2 separate regions of the Zea mays genome follow, and region 2 is linked to region 1. Evidence: chromatin contacts called from public Hi-C data. All regions are on one chromosome and are shown on one strand. The core of a region is the stretch at or near the end of the contact, and the rest is flanking DNA. Distances in the headings are between cores, read along the strand shown. Region 1 has its middle 20 kb from the start of LOC103650488. Region 2 has its middle 63 kb from the start of LOC100274591.

What was found. A called contact is a pair of places that touch in the nucleus more often than the background predicts.
Region 2: a Hi-C map of endosperm shows a contact between it and region 1, with 7 times the contacts expected there. The contact joins two enhancer-like sites. A contact is called at or near these places in 2 of 25 Hi-C or Micro-C datasets (ear and endosperm).

Annotation. Positions count from the first base shown.
Region 1 is chr3:122,899,239-122,902,170 of Zm-B73-REFERENCE-NAM-5.0, reverse strand. No RefSeq gene overlaps it. Among protein-coding and RNA genes, the nearest start is that of LOC103650488, 20 kb to the left of the region's middle. Within about 2 kb of position 1,415, at least 20 of the 20 cell types and tissues checked have an H3K27ac peak or open chromatin away from gene starts, as enhancers often do. A contact at or near this core is called in ear and endosperm, where this site is marked.
Region 2 is chr3:123,091,194-123,094,125 of Zm-B73-REFERENCE-NAM-5.0, reverse strand. No RefSeq gene overlaps it. Among protein-coding and RNA genes, the nearest start is that of LOC100274591, 63 kb to the right of the region's middle. Within about 2 kb of position 1,520, at least 17 of the 20 cell types and tissues checked have an H3K27ac peak or open chromatin away from gene starts, as enhancers often do. A contact at or near this core is called in ear and endosperm, where this site is marked.

The DNA.
Region 1 (2,932 bases), core at 166-2,665:
CGGCTAGTATACCAGTTTTACACTCTGCAGAGGTTGTACCCTGGACCCACAAGTCATGTTACCCATCTACCAAGGGGTCATGAATCCCATACACCTCTACCAAGGAAGCGAGGCATGGTAACACTACGGGGCCTTTACAAAGTTCCACTAGCTTCCGAAAACCCGCTACAATTTATGGGAAGAGCACTTGCATGAATACCTCTTCTGACCGCCATCGCAGCAAAATCAACCCGAGAACCTCCCTGCATGCAACTCCCCTACTGCCCTTGCCCCTTTCGGGTAAGGTAGTCTTCCACTAGCTTTCCTAATTAGTCAGCCAAGGGCGTCCCATTCCACCCTTGTGGTCGCACGTGTTTCTCAAGTTAAGCTCCATGTTCCAATTAAAGATAATGATCTTGACATGAACATAAATAAAATAACAGAATAATTGGAACATGGATATAATGAAATATTAACCCAAAACCATATAAAGCAATAGCAAACTACCCAAATGATTTAGGGGTAAACAAGGTAAAAGATAATCATATACTAGGGTGACCTATTGGGTCCCATCAAAATTAACATATGCATTGATAAGTGATAATAAAGAACATTATTGGGTAAAAAGTGGTCAAGGGCATAACTTGCCTTCAATGAGCTCATGCTCAGCAACTTCTATCTGCTGAACACCGGGATCCTCAGCCACTGTCTCTTCTACTCGCCACAATACAAACAAGCATAGTATAAAAAGGAAATTAACATGACACCAAACATGTATATAAAATACATATTAATAACCTACATATTAAAATAAAATCATAGGAACATGAATCATTAATTTTGGAGTTATAAATTTTAAGTTATGAATTTCCAAAGATTTTATGTGTTTGATACAAGATTAATTAGGATATAAATTTTAATATGGTTTTCATGTTAAAACAGAGACACTATGTGATAAACAACATTTACAAAATTATAGGAGCTGGAATGGATTAATTTGGACTAAGTATGAATTTTATATGAATTAAACAAGTTCTAGCATTTATTTTTACATTTAAAACCCATTTCCATATTTATTTATCCACTTTATATGTTCTCTGGACTGCGCGTCAATTACAGAAAAGGAGAGGGGTTTCTACGCAAGATATTCTAAGACTCAGAACTCCCTGCCAACGGACCGCAAGTTGATTCATAGATTTTCTAGGGATTCTTTTGCATAGGTGGATCAGCGAAGGGGTATAGAATGTTCTCAGTCGTCCGATCCGAGTTGTACAACTTAGATTAGATCACGCGAAGGGGTAAGCTTTGCCTAATCCATGCCGACCATTACCCGACTGATGGTCCAGATTTAAAATCCCTCAACTCATCCTCACTCGTCCGAGATCAGCCTCCTCGAATTAGCATCTCGATCTAATCGGGACCGTCACTTGCTCGATCAACGGCCGAGGCACCCGACCAGGCTACACTACCTCGCTGCACTCATCTGCACCGTTGACGCCGCCATCTACGGCAACGACTTCATCTTCTACCTCCCGCTTGCCGACAGCGCCCGCGCAAAAACAGCCACGACAGCATCTCGTCGATGACTGGTTGCAGCGGCGCCCCAGCCTTCCCCGACCTATCTAATGATTCTAAAACACAGAAGGAACAATCACGAATCTGATGGGGAAAATCTTACCAACACTGGCGGCACACCGAGTTCCGCCCACGGTGCTCGACGATTCCACGGCCGCCCGTGGTCGATGGTGAGCAATTCCTTCCACGCCAGCAGGTAATCGCTCCCGAGGACGATCTGTACACGTTCCACGTGGTCTCGCGAAGCTCCCCGACCACCACCAGACTCCGCAGGCACGGTTGAGGCCGACGACTCCAAGCTTTCCACGCCGCCGACCCGCACACCCATGATTGGCCCCCCACTCAGTTGCGTCTGTGCTCCTATGGTCGCGGAGATAGGGAAAGTGGAGACCCGGGACCCCGTCACAGCTTATAGGGGCCGCACGGTCTGGAAAAGGGGCAACGAGCCTTCCCCCATTCACGGCGCACTTCCGTCATGCCTGGCGAGGAATTTTGGATCGTGCCTGACGCCACGGGCCCACAAATCTAGAGATAGCGAGCGAGGAGCAGACGATCCAGCGGGGCCCAGTTTTCAGTGACGAACGGTGCGCGCTCTAGTGCGTTCAGGCTAGCCTGCGGGCCTAGGGCGTCGGCGCCGAGTCACTGAACCGAGCACCCGCGCGTGGCTGACTAGACAGGCCCACCTATCGGCGCAAGGGCGTCGATGGGCTGCGCTGAGGTCAAGGGAAGATGGGCCTGATTTGGGGTTGGCGGCCCAGTACAATTGTTTTCTCTTTTTCTTTTATATCTTTTTTTCTTTTCCTTTTAAATTTTAAAATTCATAAATTTAAATTCCATTCAAATTCAAACTTCGTAATAAACTTATCTTAACATTAAATATCCAACTCAACATGGCATGAGGTCATCTTATCTATTTAAATATTTATTTTGTGATTATTAGTGCCTCTCTTTTCTCCAATTTTTAGGATTCCAATTTGAGTCCTAAATTCCAATTCAAATTCAAACTTGTGGTAAACCCACACTCAGATTATAATATTGTCGGCGTTTCGAACCCGGGGGGTCCCTGGACCGACGAGTAAATTGTCGCCGCGTGCCCCAGCCCAGATGGGTCGGCGCGAGATGGAGCGCGAAGGGGAGAAGAAGCCGGAGGGAGACAGGCGTGAGAGGTGAAATCCCGCGGCCTTCGTGTTTGTCCCGCGCCCAGGTCGGGTGCGCTTGCAGTAGGGGGTTACAAGCGTCCACGCGGGAGGGAGCGAGCGGCCTTGCGCGAGCGCCGTCCCGTCCTTCCCCGCGCGGCCAACCCTCTCTAAGAGGGCCCTGGATCTTCCTTTTATAGGCGTAAGGAAAGGATCCAGGTGTACAATGGGGGGTGTAGCAG
Region 2 (2,932 bases), core at 271-2,770, 190 kb before region 1:
AAGGAAGAGATCCACCTCGACAAGGAAGGAAAGGAGTCAAATCAGATCTCAAGATGAATCAAGATTCATCGTCTAGGATGGAGTCTTTCCTTGCAGAGACTTTCTTACCATAACCATATCTCAGCTTACCTAATAGAAGGCTAGACAAAAAAACAACCTGCTAATTAGAAGGGAACTTTCTAAGCTTGATCTCACTTGAAAACTAAAAGTCAAACTACAAATAAAACCTTATGCATCCGCTTTCTTACTAATCTCGAGGATGAGATTATTTTTAATGGGGTAGAATTTGTAAGACCCTAAAATCACATTTTGGGTAATTTAGGAAAGTTTATTTCAATATTTAAAAAATTATGTTTTGACACAACTGACTAGGTAAAAAGATCACCCAATATGTTAGATTGTTCCTTTCATTGAATTTTATACTTTGAAATACCCTCTGAAAATTTAAATGAAAGTGTTGACTAATAAAGATTTCAAGAATAGATAAATAAACATTTCATTTTAAAGTGAATTTCAAATTTATTTTATTTTTTTAATAATGTGAAGAGGATATTTAATGATGTGACTTATTCCTTATTAAGTTTATATGCCTTGAAGCATTCATTTGGAGGAACATAATAATAAAAATAAAAATAATAATAATAATAATAATAATAATGAATGGTATATACTTTGGATTCATGCTGGATTTTGTGTGTTGCATTTAAATTCGAACACAGATTTGAATTTGAATCTAACTTGGATTTGAAAATAGAAATACAAAGAACAAAAAAAGAATAAGGACAAAGCCGCACGGGCCAAAATCTCCTGGTCCAGCTTACCTAACGCCTTGGCCCAACTGCGCCCGCCAACCCTGCTGTGCAGCCGCCACCCCTGACCACCTACGAGTTCCGTTCGCGACGCTTACATGTGGGCCCACACCGTCAGGAGTGTCTTCCTGGAGCCATAACAAACTAGGGCACGATTCTATAAAAGTTTGGTCGACCTCGGGCGGACGGCCGTTGTGAATCCCATCCAAGCCCACCGGGTTGTTGTAACAACCGAAGCCTCCTCCGGTCAATTCGACCCCAGGCCGAGCTCCTCGGCAACAAACTCCAGCACTAGCTATATAGTCTACCCCATGAGATAGGGAGGTGGAGTGCGCCGCCATGGTCTGCCTCAAATGAAGTTAGGAATGGGTCGATGAAGGGGCCTCAGGGCATGTCCGGGGGCGTCGCAAAGCCATGTGGAGAGTGGGCGAAGTGGTGGTTGTGCGTGGGAGCCCTCAGATTAGGTTGAATTCCTCACCGGAGTTACATGTGCTCCATGGTCGGCCGAGTCATTGCCTCCAACATCGGTAAGACCCTCCATCATTTTGCCATGATTTGGGAATCTCATAGCGTCTGTCCAAGGTAGAAGTGGGCGCCTATGCGCCTGAGTAGTGTTCGCTGACATAGAACGTTGTCGCAGCACTGTGGCACCGGTGTGCTTGGCCACGGGGAGGGAGGTGAACCCTGGTCGTTAGTGGCCGGATGAACGGCTGGGATTGGGAGGAGCATACCGGTTCTGCTAGGGAATATTCGAGCCATCGATTCGAGATCAAACGGATGCGAATAGATCTTAGTAATTTAAAATCGTGGTCGTAGATCATAGGATAGGTGGCTAGGAATAGATCAATAGGATACCAGTTCACAGTTTAAATCGTGGTCATTGATCTTGTGAGATGCGGCTAGGATAACGTTTCGGCCCATGGAATCCTGTGCGTTGGATCGAGATCGTGCGGTTGATCGCGTGTACCGGTTCATAAAGTGCCCAAATCTAATGAGCACCATCGGACATGGATCCAATGGCCCAGACGCAAGGATACCCATTCGTTGCGCGTCAATTGCTAAAGAGCCCCTGTCTTTTCTTTGTATAAACATGTCGTCCTCGTCCACAGACAAAGCCTTACTCTAAGGTCCTAGAATTTACAAATTAGTACCTAGTATTCACAATAACACCCCTGGATAGTTTCCTAGTATAGAAAGAGTCCTAAAACTCGTTTCAATCATAACTTTTGCACCCTAACTCCGTTTTACTCTGTTCAAGTCGCGTTAGCTTCATAATAATATTGCCTACACAGTGACAGCATTATTTTTTTACCATTTCACAGGTTTTTATAAACAGATATTTATTTAACCTATGTTAGGTAAATTAATCTCTCTAATCAAAGTTAATCTGTCCATAAATATAATCTGACAAAAATATGATTTAGTTATAACTTAGATTAAAGTTAAATTAGATATTTATGTGTAATATTCTTCTCAAATGATTTATATTAATTAACATATGATATACTTTTAATCACCTAAAACTTTAGAAAACCATATCTTTTTAACCGTAACTCCGAATTTAGTGGTTCTCGAACCTACGTTCTTGTAGCAGCGCGTAGAATATTCCTACGCAATTTGTTCTCATGTTTGGTGTAATGTTATTTTTATGTACTCCTTGTATATTTGTATGTGTTGTTATGAGTATGTAACACTATAAAAACCATCAACTAGAAATAATGCATTTAGTTATAATGCTAATTATGGCAATAAATTTTTCATTCAAGTGTTTGTTATTTATTTGCATTTAAAATAATTTTTGAATTACTCATGATAGATTTTTGGATGTTTAATAGAATTTCTTCTTAAATGAAAATCCAAATAAATAATATAATAATTATTAGTCCAAAAATAAAAATTTTATTTATAAATAATTTTGGTATAATTATTATAAATTTTAGGGTTATTTAAAAATATATTTTGAAATTAAAAAAGAAATAGAAAAACACAAAAAGGAAACCCTAACCCTAAGGCCCACTAGGGGCCCATGGGAGCCCGCCGCGTGCCCTCCCCTGGCTTTCTCCAGCCGCCGCTGCCACTCTGCTTCCCCCCTCTTCTCTCTCTTGCGTGGGCCCCATCCGGCC